2 separate regions of the Triticum aestivum genome follow, and region 1 is linked to region 2. A link is a contact called in public Hi-C data. All regions are on one chromosome and are shown on one strand. The core of a region is the stretch at or near the end of the contact, and the rest is flanking DNA. Distances in the headings are between cores, read along the strand shown. Region 1 has its middle 45 kb from the start of LOC123133077. Region 2 holds the start of LOC123133071.

Region 1 (5,065 bases), core at 1,587-4,086, 260 kb before region 2:
TGCCATGGCTCGCCGTAAATAGGCTCCACCTCAAGGACTCCTGCACACAGTAGGTAGCACTTCGTCGTTGAAGCCTACACCATCGCCGGTCCCAACATGCGACTACAACTCCGGCGAACACGGCTGCAACGCTGGCGAACATGGTTGTATCTTCTCTGGTAAACGGTTGTAGCATTCGTCGACGACGCCTCGTCGGTTGCAGCTCTGTTGTACAATGTTGTAGCAACTCCATGAAGTGGTTGTAGCTCTTGCGACATACGGTTGTAGCATTTAGTAACATCAGCGCTACTCGGCTATAGGTCCGGCGAACACGGTTGCAACTTTGGTGAACGTGGTTGTCGCTTCTATGGTAAACATTTGTAGCATTAGCCGACGACGCCTCGCTGGTTGCAGCTCCGGTGTACGGAGTTGTAGCATTCCCGCGGACTGGTTGTAGCTTTTGTGGTACACGGTTGTAGCAGTTGCCAGTGACGCCATCGACCATGCGTTTATGCGGCTCGTAGCAACCCCGGAGCGCCGACAGCTCGCCCCTCCCAAGCAGCAGGTCCTCATTGTTCTGGGTTGCCAGCGTGCGGTAGCACAAAACGGTGGTTGGCTACAACAGCAACGTCATTCCTGCGTGGCACCGGAGATGGTGAAATAAAGGACAAGGCGAGTCCATCGAGGAGAGCACCAGGTGCTGCAAGGTACGAGCAGTGTCCTGTTGTGGCTAGAAGAATGCAGCAGTAGTTTGGAGGAAGAAAGAATGTGAGGCGGAGAACGTTTTGCAGGAGGATATAAGGTAAAACAACAAGAAATAAGCTGAAGTTTCAGCCGGCGAGCCTCGCCGGCAGGAAACTATCCCCCTTAAAAAAACCTAACCACCCAATTGTGACAGTTTTTCGCTATGTACTCCTCCATCTTCATCAGTGAAATCCAGCAACGTACCGATGCTTTTTCGTCAAGAAAAAGACGGGATGGGTCCAGATGACATATCTACATTGAATAGTCAGTTGTGGCGGCACATGATTAACCGTCTTACATTCAAAATATTTGACGACATTGTGTGATCAAAAGCTCTGGACAACATAAAACAAGAGGGTCCTGACCGGAATGACAAAGCATAAGTTAGAAGCTTATATATGACTGCACCAACTTTATTCTTAAATCAAAGCAGCATGCTGCTTTAACTTTTGGCTGGCCTTTGCCTTTGCAGTGAATGTAAGAGCGCATCAATCTAATCTTTGTCCAGGAGATGTACAAGTTTGGATGGCCGTATGCATCGTTTTGATGCAGAGACCGAGGATAACCTCCTTTTTGAAAAAAAGGAGACGTACAAGTTTGGAGGAATATTTAAAGACCCCGAGAGATGCTGCGGAAAGAAGAGAAGCCATGGTCAATCTGTTTGTCCAAAAGGATGACGCTTCTTCTTTGGAAGAGAGCATCGATCCTTGTCGTGCCAAGGTGTCATCTGGTGTCCACAACCATGTTTTGTGTCGGTCATGTGTGTAGTATTATATATATATAGATAGCGGCGGCACACACACACACACACTCACACACACACACACGCACACACACACACACACTACTACGCCTGCCTGCACCCACATAGGGGAGGCCAAGGGGAGAGGGCCGGGCAGAGGAGGTAGCCATGTACAACTCCGGCGGCGCCTCGACCGCGCAGGGCGGCAGCAGCAGCGGGGTGTGCACCAGCCCAGAGTACAAAGACGTCATGCACGCCAATGATTGGCTCATGGTCACCACCACGGTCGTCGTGACGGTCCTTGTCTTTGGGCTCGTCGTGCTCTGCATGCTTGGCCGCCGTACCAGGCGCCACAGCGGGTACTCCATCGCCATGCGCGTCATCTTCCAGGCATGCTTCACGCTCTTCCTCCCCTTCATGTCCTACATCTTTTCCCAGACCAAGAGCAAGCCCGACACCAGCAACCAGCGGCGCACGGAGATCGTCATCCTCTGGATGCTGCTCGTCGAGCTCCTCCGCAAGAAGGTCTCCGCGGGGATGGCGCCAGCCGCTGAAGCCTTCACCCGCGGCATCGGGTGCTATAGCCTGTTGTACCCCATGGAGGAGGTGGTGCGCATGGCGTGGATCGGCTACCTCATCTACGCCTACGTTCATGGCTTGGGCATCAAACCCTTCTTCATCATCCTCTGGATATTTGGCGTCGCAACGCTTTGCAAGCGGGCCGTCTGCATCCATGTCGCCAAAGACTCCTTCGACCTCGCCAAGAATACCGCCCTCGTCTCTGGCTACATGGCGCAGCTCGTCCACGCGGGCCGACAACTGTCCAACGAAGACGACACACACCCACCGGGCACCCACATCATGAGGACTTGCAACTATGTAGTCATGGGAGAGGGCCGGCTCAAGAGAAAGGTGACGCCCTATGGCTTCGAGATCCATGACCCAGAAGTGAAGAACGTTGGCCTTGAGATCTGCGGCGAAGAAAGGGAGAACATTGTCCCCGAAGGAGGCGGTCTAAATGGCGACCTAGTGACCAACAAGTCCGAGTTGGTCCGGGTATGTGACATATGGGGCTTCTCCGAGACAGAAGCCATCTTCAAGTACGACAAGAGTAGGAAATGGAAGTTGGAGAACATTTGCTTCGCCCTCGCACTCTTCAAGCTACTCCGACGAAAGATGGAGCACCTCCACATGGCAGAGGTCAAGACCACACAAGCGCGTGATCTCGTGCTCTGGGGCCTCCTCAGGCTCACGGGGGATGAAGTGTTCGACGCCCGTCGGGCGTTCCATGTGGTAGAGCTAGAGCTCAGGTTCATGGATGAGTACTACCAAGATATCATCCCGCTGGCGTTGCCTAGGCCAGAGCTCTTTCTGGCCAACTTCGCCTTGTCCATCGTCTTTGTCGTGTTCTATGGCGTCACTGTGTTGCTCGTCACGAGCAATGCCAACATCATCATCGTATTGGGCTCGCTGTTCAAGGGGCTCATCGGTCTATTCATCGCCATGCTGGTACACCACAAGTGCTTTCTGCACCAAGTGGCCTCCTTGGTTGTCACCGTGCGTACCACTTTTGACATCATCATCACCTACCTCCTCATGCTCGCCCTCCTCCTCGTCCAGACATATCAGTTGATCCATTACGTGATCTCTGACTGGTTTCTAGTGTCCTTGATCTGCAACTACGTCCGAAAAAAAAGCATGCAGAGATTGTTCCACCATAGGCAAATCATCAAGATCATCTTGTGGGCGAAGCACCGTTTGTTCCCCATCATCAAGGTCCACCAGCTCAACATTTTGAAGCTCAATCCGCTTCACCTGCATTCTCGGGTGTGGATGCTCATCTCTACCTTGCTCAACAGGCGTCTCGTCGGGTTCTCGGATGCCATCGTCACCATTGATGTCAATCTGGCCATTGTCAAGGTCTTGAAGAACATCCTCGACCCTAACTCCGACAAGGACTTCAGCAACGGCATAGGTGCATTGGAGCAGCATGAATTCACTCAACTCAAATGGGCGTGCAAGGACAATATGGATGTCGCCACAGTGATCGTGGTGTGGCACATCGCAACGGCCCTATTTGAGACGAGGAACCGACAGAAGCACCCATTGCAGCCAGAAGGCCGGGCTGCCCTGATGTTGTCAAGGTACTGCGCATACCTCGTGGTATACGAGCCATGCCTCCTCCCAGACGACAAGACATGGACGGAGAAAGTGTACAGGGACATCAAGGCGGAACTCAACAGCTTCTTCCAGAGCTATTGCACCACCATGCACCGTCGTAAGCACCTGATGAGGTTCTTCTCAACTAAAGAGAAGGAGATGTCAACCATGGAGACGGGCGTCAAGCTAGGGAAGCAACTAGAGGAAAGAGACACTAGTGCCGATGGTGATACATTGCACGAGGACGAGAGGGTTTGGAAGATGCTCCTTGACTTCTGGGCGGAGCTGCTCGTGTTCATGGCTCGCAGGCCATCGGGAGGACAAGATGCACATGCGTTGGCGTTGGGCAATAGCGGTGAGTTCATCACCCACATCTGGGCTATGCTCACCCACGCCGGCATCCGTCTCTCCAAGAATCACCAGGAGGACCATGTTCCGTGGTGCCATCCCGATCCTGTTTGATCAAAAGGATCAGTGCACATCAAAGCCGGTTTCAATGAAGTCGTTGCTTTTTTTTAAGAGTGGCATAATAAATTCTTTGTTGTTATTTCTTTTTAAACTTTTATCTGATTTGCACCACCAGTAGCTGGCTGGCATAATCATGCAATGAGCTAGTTGGCGTAGTCCTGCTATGTTCTAGTGCAAGATGCGTTCACATAATATATTAGACTCATGCAAGCTGTGCATGCAGCTGATTTCATCTTAAATTTTAAATGTTTTATCTCGATGTAGATCTGGTGATTTTTAATGAAATGAAAAAACAAAGCTAAAGTTCCATCACAAGATGTCGATGTGCATCACACAATGCACCTTGGAACATATCCTAACACAGAGATCTTTTTTTTTTTTGAGCTTTAACACAGAGATCTTGGCAAGGTATCGACTGTACAACACTAGGCGGGGCCAGGAGGTACTATCTATGGACTCGCATGCAAATATATTTTTGTTTAATTCCATAACATAGTTGGAGCAGCAAGATACTGGTCATACGGATAATGAACGATTTTCAAACCATGGTTTAGGTGCGAGAGGGGCCCTATGGAGATCACAACACACACGCATCGCTAACGTCCTGCCAGCCCAAGAAAGGCGAAACGGGTGGTGACGAAGACAGTCGGTGCATATATACAAGCCAAGCTTTAGGGCATGTTCGATGGTTGTCGGGATCGAGGAGTTGCCCTCAAGGGATATTCTTAGCGCCAGAGGAACAACAATGATAGACGGTGATGCGAGGAATTGCCCCATGCCCGATTGGAGTTGTGGTGGTGGATAAGGTCGGGCTAGCCCGCCTACCACCTGCACCACCAGCTCTGTGGCTTCCAACTGCCGTGGATGCCCGATTGTGAACAGTTTTTAACAGCGTGAACAATTTTTGGCTTATTTTTTGAAAGAACATGATTTTATTGCGCAAATATGAAGATTTTTAGAAACAGCGAACAA
Region 2 (5,421 bases), core at 746-3,245:
TATATGGCCCGGAAACATCGAGGCTCCAAATCCGGATCGCACGCCCATCCACATCTGGCAATGCAAAGTGCAAGGCCCCTAGAGAGTGTCCAAAGAAACCTTGAGTGTACGTACCAACGGAAAGGCCATTCGGAGACTCAACAGAAGGGTCATTTGGCAACTTGATAGTCCGACGATTAGGCGGTATGCAGGAACTCATCGCCTCAAAGCCGTTCAACACCAAGATCCTCCTTGAATTCCTCCGCAGACTAAACAGATAAAGTGAACCATCTATGAACAAGTGTCGGTATCCAATAACAGTGGGCATCCCAGAATTCCACCATGCATCATGCACAAGCCATGTGGAAAGGTTGGATGAAAACACCTCGAGCCCGCTCAAGAACGAAGTTGAAGGATCCCGTTTAAAGTTGAGGACATAGAACTGTCGGGAACATGATGGGTTGAAAACCAACATAGCTTGGCAAATACCATGTTCTTGGTAAGGACGGGTATCAGGTAACTTCGTCCACTCTTGTGTTGCGGGGTTGCACACAATGAAGTGGTAGATAATTTTACGGTTGCTCCAATCCATGCTCCTACGCATGCAGAGGACTAGGCCATTGCAGCAATCCACAAGCTCCAGTTGTGGGTACTGTGGCAAGAAACTAAGTGCTCCATCAATTTGCTCCACCTTTCGGGGCTGGCCAATAAGCTTGGTAGCCTTCTTATTAAGGTCTTGGTATTGGCCGAAAAGGCCAGTGGGAATTTTCGGCAGGTTCTCATGGTAGTTTGGATTTGATGAGAAGGCAAGCCAGGACTTGCAGACACATTTGAAGCGGCAAAAAGACTTGAACGGCAGCCGAGAGAGGATTTCAACCACCAGATTATCAGGTAGTGTACCGACAACCATAGGTTCCATCCCCCTATTATGGTACTAGTAGTTCACTCGAAGTCCAAACTGATAATATCAGCAACAAACCTGCAGTGGAGTCCAATCAGTTGATCAAACAAATGGAATTTCAGGTGAGAAAAGGTAGACATACGGCGACGCCGCTGATAGAGCTTGACCAACCAAAATGGTGCAAGGATGAACAAAATTACCTACCTTAACTGCAGAACCAAATCGATGCAGCAGGAGCAGGTGGCCACTTATAGCCTGTTCGGAAGCTCTCCAGACTCCCAACTCCGCTCCACGCGAGGAGCTGGGTTCGAGCCGCTCCGCGCGATTGTGCTGGCGCTCCCTCCGCTCCGGGAGCTGCAGTTGGGGAGCGGAGGGGATCCGACCAAGGCCTTAGTCACTAGGGTAGTCAGAACAGAGGGTACTCAAGTGGAGGTAAAGAGGTAGGGTTGTGTAGAGTAGAACGAGAACCTTGGGGAGAGAGGAATGGTGGGTGTGCTCTGCAATAGAGGAGCAGCAGAAGCAAAATGTGAAAGGAGAGAGCCGCGGTTGCGCTGGTTGGTGAGGTAGGCGTAGTAGGAATAACATATTTAAGAACTTGGATGGTGGTGATACGCATAATAAGAACAGATTTAAGAACTTCTCGGAAGGTGGTGGTATGCGTAGTAGGAAGAATAAATTAAGAACTTCTTGGAAGGTGGTTGTGCACGTAGCGTGTAGTAGGAAGAACGGATTTAAAGACTTCTTGGAAGCTGGCTGGCTGGTAGGTTTAAGGCAAAGACAAAGGCAAATTGAAAGGGAAAGCAAGGCAAAGGGAAAGCAGAGCACAGACAATGGCAACCAGACTGCAGATAATGACGGCGAGGAACTTCACTTTCGTCAGTTATTATAATGCCAATCTTAAGTCAGTTGGTTCCCACTATATCCTGTTGTCAATGGCTTCTTCCCCTTAACAACGTTCATGCAGAACAATATGAGGGTCTGCAGCTTTTCACTACCATTTTACTTGCGGCGACATTTGGATTAACTTTTATATCTGAACCAAACCCCTCACCTGTTCGCTAGCTAAGGAGCCTACTTCTGGGACGAGACTTGCCTGCTCCCTGCTTGTGCGCCCATCCGTGCTCCCGCATACGTGGCTTGATTTGATTGAAATAAAATAAGGTCCGGCCCCACTCCTTAAAATCTGGGGGGGGGGGGGAGATGATTAGATAGAAAGAAAAAAAGAAAAAAGACAGCCGTAGGATGAGGTGGGAGCATGGATGGGAGCATGGAGCGGGAGCAGGCAAGCCGGATCCCTACTTCTGACCCTCTAGTGAAAATTAACTTGGCAAGAATTATTAAAGGCAGCAACAACAGAAGATTGTGTAGGGCCAGACAAGTTAATTAGTCTATGTTGGACTACTAGGAAAAGGCCTGCTAGTGGCGCACCTATTTTGCCTACTAATGGCGCACTACAGGTGCCCCACTAGCACCACGCCATTAGAATTTTTTTACTAATGGCGCATCACAGGTGCACCATTAGTATACCAGATACTAATGGCGCACCAGGCAGTGCGTCATTAGTATAGCCCATGGTGCGTCATTACTATCTGACTTAGTAATGACGCACCACATAGAAGTTCGCCATTACTAACAATTTTTTTTAAATATTTATTCAAAAAAAATTCAATTTTTTTTCTTCATCTCGGGTCACTATGGCTTAATCTCGGGTCAATATGCTTAATCTCAAGTCAAATCGAACTAAGTGGTCAAAATTTCCAGAAGGTCACCCATGCTCACACTACTTCAGCCCGAGCACGCTTAACTTCGCAGTTCTATCCAACCCCAGCACCACCTCACTTAACAGGCACTTGTTGATATATCTATCATATCAATCCTATTAAACCTTGTTGATGTCTAGGACTTTGTTCATGTTCATGAGTATGATGAAATTTTGAAAAATATTTCAAACTTCCCGGTCATTTTTTTTGAAAAAAAAAATTAGAAAGCAATTTTTTTCTCTTACTAGTGGCGCACCTAGCAAACGGTGCATCACTAGTAAGTTTGAATTTTTTTGCCTCTAGATCTTGAAAGCCCCGTAACTTTTCGAGTAGATGATTTTTCATATAAAAAACTTTTTAATCCGAGTTTGTATGCAAAAGTTATGCCCATTTTACAAATTCCAGAGAGATTTTGCAAATAAAGTCGAAATTCATATTTGTAAATTTTCCCAACAACCAGACCACATATTACATGGGAAACTTATTTTCTTTTATTTTTTTGACATTTCCATCATTTTCTTTTATTTTTTTAAAACTGAAAAGGCGGTCCAGGGGGGTGCATTCAGTGGAATTTTTGGGCCAAGTTAGTAACTAGTAATGGTACACCACACACACGGTGCGCCATTACTAGTTTTAAAAAAAATAAAAAAATTTATAAAAAAATGAAAAAAATTTACTAGCGGCGCACCGTGGATGTGGTGCGCCATTACTAGTTTTGAAAAAAATTTGAAAAAAATTTACTAGTGGCGCACCGTGGATGTGGTGCGCCATTACTAGTTTAACTAGTAATGGCGTACTATCCCTGGTGCACCATTACTAGTTTCGAAAAGAAATTGTTACTAGTGCCGCACCGTAAATGTGGTGCGCCATTAGTATTTGGACACTAATGTCGCACTAACACATGGTGCGCCATTAGTATATATAGTGGCGCACCACATGTCTGATGCGCCATTAGTGTCCATATCATCTATAGCCCTTTTCCTAGTAGTGGCACTACAGACTACGCTTCTTAACATGTCATATGTGCTAGTGTCATTAGTTGTACATCACTACAAACTATGGCTCTTAATATAAAATATGTAATGTTGGCCAACATCTGCAAGATGCACTTCTTTACGGACCAAGTGGGCATAAACCAAAGAGCAGATCGACCAAAAAAAAGATGATATTCCAGGACTTGAGACTCGGGATTTATGTTTTGACAACTCCAGGACTACAGGTGAATGTGGTCTGTTTGCACATAAACGGAGATTGTTACAGTGTTAGAAGGAGAGGAGATTAGCATGCCTTGCCTTCCCCGTCTCCTCCTCCGTCCTCACGTTGCAGCTAACCCGCCGCAGTCATCACGTCCGCTGTCGTCACCACCGACATTAAGAAACTGTTAGTAGAGATATAACTGAAAGGTGTGATACATAATTGACGCCGTTGGTATTCCATTCTTTTATCTTCTTTTCTAGACAGAACAAGATAAACAACAATTGTACTCCCTCTGTTCCTAAATATAAGTCTTTTTAGAGATTTTAATAAAGACTACATACGCGGATGTATATAGACATATTTTAGAATGTAGATTCACTCATTTTGCTTCGTATGTAGTCCGCATTGAAATCTTAAAAAAAATTTATATTTAGGAACGGAGGGAGTACATATATTACATGTCACTGACACAGTGTCCTACAAACTCATCATATGAAAAGGCTCGATGGGCTGCATATCCCAGCCTAGGACCAGCACCCATTCTCTGCGCGCATGCATGTTAAGATATGTGCGACAAGCCTGGAAAGCACAACTGGAGCATACCGCGCTGGATTAATGGTACGTCGATAAGTAAAACATGGATAGGAATTAGTCAGTACCTTGTCCACAACTATGAGACAAGTGAATAAAAAAGGGTCATGGGCTAGCATGATGGCAACGGACAGTCTGACAACATAAGACAAGTATTTTGCACTTGCAGAAACAACACTACAAGATAAAAGGTATCCATTCTTCCTTTGAACGAACATCCATAGCTTGGTGAACTAGAAACATGCATAACAAGCTTGTTCTATTTTTACAACGTTATCACGTGCGCCTTGAGAAACAGAGCACCAGGGAATTGGATGACACAATACACTGAAATCAGGGAGTTTTCAGCATTCAGACAGTGTTAGTTTAGACTTTAGACCCTTACAAAATAGCACAACGGGAACAAAAGAAAAATATAGAAGACCTTTGTAACATGCATCATTCCTAGACTAGGCCTGATTCCTTCCAGCACTATTACTCGCCAAAATGAAGGCATACGGCTTATCTCCAGCTTGGTTTTCCAACAATTGCTACCAATTTCGACCGCGGGTGTACATACCAACAGGAAGGCCATTCGGAGGCTCAACAGAATGGTCACGAGGCAACTTAATAGTTCTACGATTAGGCGGTATGCGAGAACTCATTGCCTCAAAGCCGTTCAGTACCAGGATCCTCTCCACTGAGTTCTGCCGCAGACTAAACAGATACAATGAACCATCTATGAACAAGTGTGGGTAGCCAATAATAGTGCGTATCCCGGAATTCCACCATGCATCATATACGAGCCATGTTGAAAGGTCAGACGAAAACACCTCAAGTCCACTAAAGAATGAAGATAAAGGATTCCATCTAAAGTTGAAGACGTAGAACTGTGAGGAACATGAAGGGTTGAAAGCCAACATAGCTTCACAAACATCGTGTTCTTGGTAAGGACGAGTATCAGGAAGCCTCGTCCACTCTTGTGTTGCTGGGTTGCACACAATGAAGTGGCAA

What was found. Hi-C and Micro-C count contacts between places; a contact is called where the count stands out from the background.
Region 1: a contact with region 2 is called in a Hi-C map of leaf, with 8 times the contacts expected there. The contact joins the enhancer-like site here to the promoter of LOC123133071 in region 2. A contact is called at or near these places in 2 of 5 Hi-C or Micro-C datasets (both in leaf).

The regions. Positions count from the first base shown.
Region 1 is chr6B:7,163,817-7,168,881 of IWGSC CS RefSeq v2.1, reverse strand. No RefSeq gene overlaps it. Among protein-coding and RNA genes, the nearest start is that of LOC123133077, 45 kb to the right of the region's middle. Within about 2 kb of position 2,836, at least 1 of the 8 cell types and tissues checked has an H3K27ac peak or open chromatin away from gene starts, as enhancers often do. A contact at or near this core is called in leaf, where this site is marked.
Region 2 is chr6B:6,898,533-6,903,953 of IWGSC CS RefSeq v2.1, reverse strand. It overlaps LOC123133071, which reads right to left and starts at 1,995. Exons shown (of 2, transcript XM_044552609.1): 1 at 1,085-1,995; 2 at 1-958. The coding sequence starts at 898. It overlaps LOC123133070 (putative F-box/kelch-repeat protein At3g17280), which reads right to left. Exons shown (of 2, transcript XM_044552607.1): 2 at 4,614-5,421. The coding sequence ends at 4,959.